2 separate regions of the Mus musculus genome follow, and region 1 is linked to region 2. Evidence: chromatin contacts called from public targeted proximity ligation data. All regions are on one chromosome and are shown on one strand. The core of a region is the stretch at or near the end of the contact, and the rest is flanking DNA. Distances in the headings are between cores, read along the strand shown.

Evidence for each region.
Region 1: a targeted proximity ligation map of pancreatic cancer cells shows a contact between it and region 2. A contact is called at or near these places in 8 of 39 promoter capture datasets (the C10 cell line, the HPC-7 cell line, the SN4741 cell line and 5 more), 4 of 484 Hi-C or Micro-C datasets (the AML12 cell line, liver and regulatory T cells), 11 of 130 datasets of targeted methods (the SCID.adh cell line, astrocytes, embryonic stem cells and 5 more) and 4 of 9 other capture datasets (adipose tissue, embryonic stem cells, liver and 1 more).

What each region holds. Positions count from the first base shown.
Region 1 is chr19:6,224,806-6,229,902 of GRCm38.p6, forward strand. Gpha2 (glycoprotein hormone alpha 2) reads left to right here and starts at 1,596. Exons shown (of 4, transcript NM_130453.3): 1 at 1,596-1,620; 2 at 1,973-2,082; 3 at 2,166-2,350; 4 at 2,696-2,963. The coding sequence starts at 1,983. The coding sequence ends at 2,797. It overlaps Ppp2r5b (protein phosphatase 2, regulatory subunit B', beta), which reads right to left. Exons shown (of 14, transcript NM_198168.3): 12 at 4,417-4,544; 13 at 4,137-4,238; 14 at 2,962-3,726. The coding sequence ends at 3,579.
Region 2 is chr19:5,921,441-5,927,028 of GRCm38.p6, forward strand. Cdc42ep2 (CDC42 effector protein (Rho GTPase binding) 2) reads right to left here and starts at 3,376. Exons shown (of 2, transcript NM_026772.2): 1 at 3,324-3,376.

The sequences.
Region 1 (5,097 bases), core at 346-2,845, 300 kb after region 2:
GAGCCAGACAACCCAGGATCTGGAGCCTGAACAGGGGACACTAAAGGCGAGCAAGGGTGTAGGGGTGGGGGTGAGCGACATGGGCATATCAGTTTCTCCCAAACCCTGTTTACTACATTTGTACTATAATCCCGACTGAGCATAACTTCACTGACTACTGCTGCTGACGGACACAGCTCCGGAGCCTGGAGATCTGCGTGCCTGTGCTGACTGGGACCAGCTAACATAAGAACCTCTGCTACCCCTTCTGATTATCTGGAAAGTGAGAGGTAGGATTTGGAAAGCTCTGAGGAGCCCTCGAGCTCTGGCAGCTGTGGGTTGTCCCACTCTTCTAAGCAGGTGAGTAGTCTAAGCGGGGCTGCCTATAATCACCACAGACCTTGGTCTGGGTGCTTCTTCACTCAACCTCCAGCTAATGTTGACTAAGGGCTTTGTTATTGCTTGCTTGCTTGTTTTATGGTGCCAAAAATACATGGAACTCAGAACCCTAAGCTTCCAGGCAAGCGCTCTGCCACAGAACCACACCCACAGCCCTCAACCTGTCACATTCTTGTCCTAGGTGTAACTTAGCACCATGGATCCATAGTATGATATGTGAATGAGGCTTTTAGTAGGGCGCCTTTCCTCTGTAAGCAGAGTTAGACTCAACAGAGCCAGAGGTTGGAGTCCAGCTCTGCTTTTAATGTAGACTGGTCCCTGCTATTCCAGGGACTAGGGAGACTTTCTAGCTCAGAATTCTACTCTGCAACCAGCCACATGATAAGGAAGCACTCCCAGGACTCTGGGAGACCGAAATGGCCCTACCCCTAGTCTGCCAGCAAGCACAGCTTAGGTGCCCTTGAACAAAACAATCTTGTTCTTGGACTGGGGATGTAACTCCCCTGGTGGAGTCCCTCCTTAGCATTCATAAGGCCCTGGGCTCGACCCCAGCACAGCATGAACTGCATGAATATGGTGGCTCCTGCCTGTGACTCCAGGGCTTAGGAGGAGGAGGAAGGAAGACCAAGCTCAAGGTTGCCCCTGAGATGTATGAGATGGTCTTTTAAGAAAAAAAGTTGAAAGCCGGGTGGTGGTGGCGCACGCTTTTAATCCCAGCACTTGGGAGGCAGAGGCAGGCGGATTTCTGTAGAGCAGGCCAGCCTGGTCTACAGAGTGAGTTCCAGGACAGCCATGGCTACACAGAGAAACCCTGTCTCAAAAACAAAACAAAAAAAAGTTGATTTTCAGCCCCATTCCTTTGTAATCACTAAAAGACATAGTAGTTTTTCAACAGAGAATGGCTGATCAGGCAAGAGTCCTGCCTAGGCTCACAGAGGATGAAGAAAATCCAGCTGCCCACAGGTCACACTGGGCCACTCCTGGGCCTGCCTCACTCCCTCTAGTATTCAGCACTAGACAGCCTAAAGAGAAAGGGAAATGTCAGTGGAGACTGCATTCTGAAGAAACCACAGACCCTGATCTCCAGGTGGGACTGTGCGGAGGCTTCAGGCTAGGAGGGGCCTGAAATCTGATATCTGGGAGGGCGGGGCTCTAAAACACCAGCAAATAAAAGCCTGGAGAGCCAGCTCCAGTTTGGAGACCAGCAGGAGGCACCAGGAGTCTTCAGTTGCTGTTGGACTGGTAAGCTGCTGAGGCTGAGGAGGTGGGGCCAGGAAGGGAGGGGTGGAGCCAGGGAGGGTGGGGTGGTGGGCCAGGGCCTTGTAGCCAAAGTGGCACATAGATGGGGAAATTGATATGTACCGCAGATGGTGAGGACATTCCAGGGGAGAATGCATAGGATGACATATAAGTGGCTATTCACACCCTTCCAGAGTAGCTGAGGCAGGGAAGCAACCCCCCCCACACACACACATTCCTACCAAAGGCAGAGATGATAAAGACCACTACCCAGCACACCTCACCAATAAGGAGACCCAGAAGCCTGGCTTGCTGGTGGAGAGGCACAACTTCAAAGACTTCCCTTCCCACCCAGTCCTTTGCAGATGCCCATGGCACCACGAGTCTTGCTCCTTTGCCTGCTGGGCCTGGCAGTCACTGAAGGGCATAGCCCAGAGACAGCCATCCCAGGCTGCCACTTGCACCGTGAGTAACTCTGCTTGGGGAGCGGATGGACGGGTAACCCGGCCAGCACGGCCTTCACCGGCTGCTCCCTTCTCTGCTTCCAGCCTTCAATGTGACGGTGCGCAGTGATCGCCTCGGCACTTGCCAGGGCTCCCACGTGGCACAGGCCTGTGTAGGACACTGTGAGTCTAGTGCTTTCCCTTCCCGGTACTCTGTGCTGGTGGCCAGTGGCTATCGGCACAACATCACCTCTTCCTCCCAGTGCTGCACCATCAGCAGCCTCAGAAAGGTAAGGGGCCTGAGCCTGATGGAGCGTGAGGGTGGGGACCCAGGGGCCTGAGCCTGATGGAGCGTGAGGGTGGGGACCCAGGGGTCCGAACCTGACCTGGTGTGAGGGTGGGGACCCAGGAGCCCGAACCTGACCAGGTATGAGGGTGGGGACCCAGGGGCCCGAACCTGACCGGGGTGTAAGGGTGGGGTCCCCCAGGGGCCCGAACCTGACCGGGCCATAAGGGTGGGGACCCCCAGGGGCCCGAACCTGACCAGGTGTGAGGGTGAGGACCCAGGGGTTCGAACCTGATGGGGGCGTGAGGGTGGGGTGGAATGGGAACAAACTTGGGTCCTCCTCCAACAGGTGAGGGTGTGGCTGCAGTGCGTGGGGAACCAGCGTGGGGAGCTTGAGATCTTTACTGCAAGGGCCTGCCAGTGTGATATGTGCCGTTTCTCCCGCTACTAGTCCCCGAAGGGCTCAGGCTCCGGTCCTGCCACTGACATGTCATGGGTATCTCAAACTCGGGGCTCTGACCCTCTTTATCGTCTGTGAAGATGAGGTTGGCCCTCTCAGCAGTCTCCTTGCTACATTCTCCTTCGCTCCTGTCCTCAATAAAGCAAGCAATGCTTGAGTTTCGCTCTTTATTAAATCTGCCCCCAGCCAGGTGAAGGGGGCAGACCATGATTACTGTGACCTCCCCCCTCACCCCAGGACAATGTGAATCTTCTTGCCTGTGCCCTCACCCCTCCCCCTGCCCAATAAATAAAAAGGGGATAAGGGAGTCAGGGCCAGGGAGAGGATAGGAGAATGTCCCTGGACAAGGTCTTGTTGGGGGTGAGCTGGGCAGAATAAATAGACTGTGCCCCCATGGTGGGGATGAGGAAGGCCCTGGCCAGGCGCTGAGTGTCCATGCCCCAGGCTGGGAGCAGGGGTAGAGGCCTAGCTGCCGCCTGGAGCCTGGCTGTGTAGGGCAGGGGAGGATCCCTGATGGCAGCTTCCCAGTTGCATACTTGCCCTGGTCTAGTCTTGCCAGAATCTTGCCACAAAGGCCTGAGAGTTCTGCTGCCAAGACTACCATCTTGCCTTCTTGTTTCCCCCTCCGTGAAAGCTGTTCCCACGGGGCTGGTAGGGAGTCCTAGAGCCACTCCGGCAAGGCCACGGGGAGGCGTGGGCCTCACTGGGCCCCTGGGCAGAGGGATGGAGGGGCTGATAGCTCTGGGTTTAGCATCTCCTGTTCTAGGTGTATCTAGCTCTGACCCCCACTGGCAGCCACCTGGGGCGTAGGCCGTGGGACGGGGGCTTCCTTGGCCCCTTGGGTCCCCTGTAGCCGGCGTAGCCGCAGTTCCTCCAAGCCTCGCCATAGCTCCTGCCGCTCCTGGGCCTTCTGCTGCTCCCTGGGGAGAGAGGGTGAGGCAGCTCTTCCTCTTCTGGCTGCCAGCTGTCTAACCTCCTTCACTGTCACCCCACTGTAAAGTGATTAGGACTCCATGGGAACCCTCAGCTTAGAAAAGATGTGAGGAGAGAAAGGAGAGGAAGAACTGGGTCCTGAGCTGTCCTGACTGAGGCATCGATCGGTACAGGGGAGCTGGCAGCCAGTGGGCATGGGTGCTGAAAAGAGTGGCTGGTGTGCCATGGGCAGCGCACTCACACAGGACAGACACAGGATGGGCGGAGCACACCCGGATGGGTCCTCTCCATTCTCCCTGCAGCCTGAGTGCCTGATCCCCTCTTCTCTGTCCCTCGTCAGCAGCTAGCCCCCCACTCTGTCCGTCCTCAGCGGCAGGGCCCCCCACCCGGTACTCACTGTTGTTTTTCCAGCTTGTAGGAGGCTGTGAGCTCGTCAAACAGCTTTCCGTTCATCTCCATGAAAGTCTTGAGCACGTTGTAGATCAGGGACACGATGGTTCTGACATAGCAAAGAGAGGTGTGAGGAGATTCACGAGCCGGTCCCAGAGCACTGCCCATTCTCCTCCCTGCTTTCACCTCCCTCTGACATGCCGACTTTTGCTCACAGCTAGGAGAGCCCCGGGGGCTGCACTAGCTGTGGTGTTATCTCCAAGGGGGAGGAAAGCTCGGGGACTCACTGATTCCAGTGCTCCTTGGACACTTGGTAGAGGGTCCCAAATACCGCAGGCAGCACAGTGTGGCAGTTGTCCTCAATGAGGCTCAGGATGTACTCATTGTTCCAGAAATACAGAGCCCGCTCTGCAACCTAGGCAGGTGAGGCAGGAAAGAGGGCCTGGTAGTGGCTTTTGGGTGTGCAAAGTCTGTTTTTTCTCCTTACCTTCGAACCCAGATCCCCTAACCTCCACACCCCATCCTGAGGGCTTATCTGACCCACTGGAGAAATCAAATGGAGGAGAGAAAAGGCCCTGGCTTTCCAGACGGGTAGTCCTGACTCCTCCAGAGCCCACTGCACGTGTGTGGCCATGCGAGGCATTCAGCTTCTTGGCCTCGGTTGTCTGCTATGGGAGTGGGGTGAGAGCACCCGTCTCCGCCAGCTGTTGTCAGGTGTTTTTAAAGTGAAATCCCAGAGCCATCATGAGGAAGAACAAACTTCCACCAGGTTATGGCTCCTAGGGATGGGAGTGAGCATAGAACAGCATGGGGAACTAAACCTTCTGGCCAGAAAGTAGGGACCGGTGAAGTCTGGCGTTACCAGGAAAGAAGGAGAGGGGCTGACAATTCTGCAGCCGGCTTTGGGTCAGTTTCCCTGGTGTGTTTACAACTATGAGCTCTTGTTCCTGTCAACATGAAGGGTCTAT
Region 2 (5,588 bases), core at 2,126-4,625:
TTATATAAATGCAGTTTTCTTTTTTGAGATGCTGTCTAAAAACACAAATCAAGATAAATCCAAATCCAAAACCAAAAACCAGATCTACACCCCAGTCACCAGTTTCTTAATAAGCAAGTATTGTTTATGTAGTCACGAAAAGAAAAGCTATTTTTAAGGTGGAAAAAAAATACACTGTGAATGGGTGTCATACTGCTTTAACAAGAAGGAAGTGGAGCAGGTACACCCTCCTGTTCCTTGGTAGGGGGTTGGTGTAGGGAGGGCTTGACTGGCCCCTTTAGCTCCTTTAAGTGCACGCAGAATCCTGTACAAAAGGCAAAGAAACTGGTCCAAGCTCACGTAGCAGCTAGGGGCGGGGCCAGGAGTGAAGCCAGAGGAGCCCCTCCTCCTCCTCCACACCCGAGCAGAAGAGGTATCCACCATTTCCTCTGCCCAGGCTAGGGATGGCCAGGAAGAGCAGGGAGGAGGCGGCAGGGTGCAGGGCAGGCCAGAGTCCTAACTGTCCCCATCCCAGCACAGGACCTCGCTCAGGAAACCCCGCCCCAAGGCCAGACATCCCAGGTCAGTCATGCTGAGCCATGGAAGCTGGACAGCTCTAACCCCAGAGCACCTGCAGCCAACGGGAAAGGTGTGTTCTACCGAAGTCTAGGGAAGCTGTCTGATGAAGACACACTCAAAGTCTTAGAATCGTGTAACCACCACACCAAATGCAAGGCCTGCTGACAATATCTAATCTGCTCTCTCAGCTGCTGTGGAGCACTGGGTGACTTCCTTTCCACTGGGGGAGAGTTGTGATGACGGGAGATTTGCTGAGAGCCTGGGCCAGGTCCTTCCCTACCCTCACTCCATCACACTAGATCACCAAGACAGCTTGGATGTTTCCACAGCAAACTGGGCGTCCCTGACAGCTGTCTCATTCTGAGCCAGATGTTCCCACCCAAATCCAGATGTGAGGAGCACAGAGGCTAACGGGAAGGGTGGGGCCCATATCAACCACCCAGGAGAAAACTGGGAACAACAACCAGCAACTCTAAATAGAAGATCCGGCCACCACAGGACGAGGGGCTCCAGCCTGCCATGGAATTCCTTACATGTTTATAAGGCACGTTGTGGCGGGTGCCACTAGTGTCTCAGTTAGCTGATGGAGTGGAACTGGAACCTCAGACATATTAAGGAACTTTACAAAGGTCATCGGACTAGCAAGAGAAGGCACTGGTACCGAGGCTGGTCCACGTGTCTCCGAGGCAAGGGGCCATACCCACGGTGATAGGGGTGGGGAGCATGAGAGAAGCTATCACGTCTTCAGGCTTCCCCTATATAGTCTTATCTCTTGGCTCCCACTTCCCCAGCTTGCAAGTGTGCAGCTCTATAAAGAGCTCTGACTAGGACCAGGCTGCCAGGAGGAGCTTCCTCCGCTAATGGGAGGCACAGATGAAAGCCATCCCAGTTCTATGGCTTGCCCTGGTCAGCAATCTTGGGCCTCCCTCAGAGAAAATGACTTTCTAGAGGCAGATCACCTCTGGTCATGGAGAATAGTTAGCCCCTGTTCACTCTGGATGTTCATGAAAATTCCCCTCCCTACACAGACACTTCAAAATTAATGGACTCCCCGCTGCACACCACTTTTTTTTTAAATACAGGGTCTCACTGTGTAGACCAGGCTGGCCTCAAATTCACAGAGATCTGCCTTCTTCCCCTTCCCAAGTGCTGGGATTAAAAGCGTACGGGCTGGCCAGGCAGGTGATAAGTGCTTTTGGGAGGCAGAGGCAGGCAGATCTCTGGGAGATTGAGTCCATCTTGGTTTGCATAGTGAGTTCAGGACAGTGAGACCCTGTCAAACATTCAAATCTCAACCCCTCCCTCCCCCCCCCCAAAAAAAACAAGAAAGTGTGCCACCAGGCCCAGCTCTAGGTCTGCCCCTTTTCTAAAGGCTCACTGAGAAGGTTTATGGTGGTCCTGGAACTCACTCCGTAGACCAGGCCAACTGAACTTAGAGATCTGTTTACTTCTAAAAACTAAAAAAACAAAAAACAAAAAAACTGCCTCTAAAAATAAAAAAAGAAAAAACTAGAAAGTTTTATTTATTGTTACTGTTGAGTGTATTTTAATGTGAGTGTGTGTGTGTGTGAGTGCGTTCGCGAGTGTGTACGTAGTGTGCGGAATGTGTGTGGAAGTCAGAATACTTTGTGGAGTCCATCTCTGAGTGTTTCGGGAAAGGAGCTCACCTCCAAGCTTGCTCAGCAAAAGACTTCCGCTGAGCCGTCTTGCCAGCAGCCCAAGGGGAAGGGTTTGAAATCTAGTTCCACCTGGGCCTCTGTGACCTTGAGCAATGAACCTTTTCTCTCTGGGACTGAACTCACCTTCCCTGTCTTTAAAATAAGCTGACCCACTGCTATACTTGAAACAAGAGGCCTCTGCACAATAGACGGATCCACAGTAACCGTCAAAGGACATTCAGCACATATCTTCAGGGCTTTTCTCAAGCACTTCGGCTCTTCCAGGTAGAGGTTGCATCAAGAACAAAAACCAAACCCTTCTAGGTCCCCTCCTGCCAGCCCTGGCAGGGCTGGCTCAGAATCTGGTGCTTCTGCAGCGATCTCTCTGTAGTACAATGTCGCTAGGTGGCGCGCGCGTCCCTGCTATAACCCGGGGTTCTAGGGTCCCACCGAGCATACCCGCTCCAGGGAGACGCCCACCGAGGAACTGCGTGCTCCAGTGCCCGAGGTGGATCGCCCATAGGCCCTTTTTCTCTGGGTTGCACAATCGGACCACCGTGAGGGTAGAATTGCAATTATCGGGGACCTTGTCTGGGACTCCGATATCTGGGAGGGGCCTTGCCTTGCCTGAGCTTCTTGGCCTGGGCGAAGTCTCAATGTCTGCTTGGCTCACAGCCAGACTTCGGACGTGCAGGCCCCCGCCCTCCCCGGAGTCCGGCTGCTCAGCCCTGGCTTGTGTTCCTGTGCCGACCCCTCCAGATCCCCAGTCAAGCGCTACCCAGCGCGGCCCAGATCCATTTCAGTAACACTAAAGCTAAAGATAGGAGGACACCTCACCATCCGCTAAAAATACGGCCTCCAGCCCAGGCAGGGACACGGGCCGAAGAGAGGATGTTCCCTAGTCCCAGGTCTCTGGCCAGCATAGAAGTACAACCCGGAGCTGCAAGACTGACAGCACAGCGCCTTGAGCGCTGCGGGAGGTCATGGGTAGGGGGCGGGGATCCAGACCCCAGATAATGGACCTGATCTGAGCCAAAACAGAACACCGCCTGGCTAGCACTCTCCAGGGAGCTGCGGGAGGCCTGTAAAACCCCAGTCCCAACTCACCTTGAGGAGCGCGGGCAAAGCTGCAGAGCTGTGCGGCTAGGATAGAGGACCAGGGAGGGCCTGGGAACTTACAGTGCAGACCTTGGGCCTAAGCCACGCCCCCAGAGCCAGAAGCCAATCCCGGACCGCTCCTCTCGAACCCCCACCCACACATCCCCGCCCACCGCGGCACCGCCCAGGTTCTTCTTTCTGTAAAGGCTAAGAGCTGGATTCCAAGATTCTAGAGGCTTAGCCTCCGGGCGGCTGAGGGCTATCACCGAAGGGTAACAAGGGTGGATACACACGAGGACGCCAGCTGTTCGTGTTGGAATAAAAACTTTAGGCTAGAAGCACTGGGCCAACAAAGGCCGGAAGAAAGAATTCTTGAGAAATCTCTGACCATCCTTGGATGGGTTTCCTTGACGGAAGGACGAGGACCCGGGAGGCGCCCGCACTGACTCTTCAAGAATGAATTGGGCTTTGCAGGCGTTTTACAAACCTAGGGGAGTTTTGAAGAGTTTACCCTAGGCTAGGAGAGTGATGAAGGATGCGAGAAAGATTCAGGGTCGGAAAGCACAGAGAAAAACAGAGACAGACACAGCCTGAACTTGCACGAGTTTGCTGACCTGCTAAGTGGTTTCTGAGGTGGATGGTTTAGAACAGGATCAGAAACAGTTATTGAAGGACAGGTCCTAAAGCTGATGAGACAAACCGAGGGAAACTTCTCATTGCGCCGTTTTGTGAGTAAATTCTCTGAGTGTCTGTTCGTGGTTAGGGAAGCTGAGGAGTCAGGATTCAAGAAATTCGAGGTTCCAGGCACAGGCTGATCCCCTTCCGGGTGGATGAGTGCTAAGAGGAGTGAGGCAAAGAAGAGGACAGTGATAGGAGGAGGAAATCGGGATGCTTGCCTTCCAGATAGCAGATGTGGAAAGCGGTGTGTGGATAGGAGGGAGGGATGCTGGGGCTGGGGAGTATGTCAGGCAAGCCAAAAGGGAGGGGAGAATGGGAAGGACTGGGTCATGCTTCCCTAAAGATGACCATATTCTGGGCCAGGAGGACAGCTCGGAGGAGCTCGGTGAGATTCCCTGTATGTCAGTCCTTCTGTTTAATCCCAAGTCACACACATACACACACTCACACACACATACATACACACACACACACACACACACACACACACATTCACATAATCTTACACTCACACGCATGCACCACTAGATCAAGAGCTCCACGTTTTAACGTCTGGGACCATTTTGTTATGTGGGAAAAGGGAATTACCAGAAATTATAATTGATTGAACTCCTGGGTTCAAGCAGCTCGCCTTCCTTGCCCTCCCAAAGAGCTGGGTCTGTAGATGTGAGCCGCATGCCTGCTCAGCCGACTTTAACAGAGAGATTATCCCAGGTTAGGCATGTACTCTAGTTCGTGGAGCGCTTACAGAGCCCCGAGAAGCCCTGGGCACTGGATTGAACAGCATGTGATGGGGCATCAGCACTCAGAAGGTGGAGGCAGGGGGATCAGGAGCTCAAAATGTTTCTCCTCAGCTGTGTAGCAAATTCAAGCCCTAAAATAAAAGAAGACCGTTATGAGCGAAGACTCTGTGTAAGGGTGCTCGTGACCAAGCCTCAAAACCTCAGTTTGATTTCTAGGGCCTACATGGTGGAAGAAGGGGGAACGAACTTTTAAATGTTCTTTTCTGATCTCCACATGCTCCACCACACACACAACCCCCCCCCCAAAAAAAAAAGAAAGAAAGAAAGAAAGAAAGAAAGAAGGCTAAGAGTCTTTTTTTTGGGGGGGGCAGGTCTCTCTACATAGCCTTGGCTAATCTGGAACTCACTATGTAGCCCTGCCTGGCCTTGAACTCACAGGGATTAATCTGATTCTGTCTTCAGTGTAATTTTTTTTTTTTAAAGAAAGAAAAGGAAGGGCTGGAGAGATAGCTCAGTGGTTAAGAGCACTGCCTGCTCTTCCAGAGGTTCTGAGTTCAAATCCCAGCAACCACATGGTGTCTCACAACCATCTGTAATGAGATCTGACGCCCTCTTCTGGTGTGTCTGAAGACAACTACAGTGTAATTATTTATAATAATAAATTTTTAAAAAAAAGAAAGAAAAGGAAGAAAGATTGTCCTGGCTGGGCAGTGGTGGTGCACGCCTTTAATCCCAGCACTTGGGAGGCAGAGGCAGGCAAATTTCTGAGTTTGAGGTTAGCCTGGTCTACAGAGTGAGTTCCAGGACAGCCAGGGCTACACAGAGAAACCCTGTCTCGGGAAAAAAAAAAAAA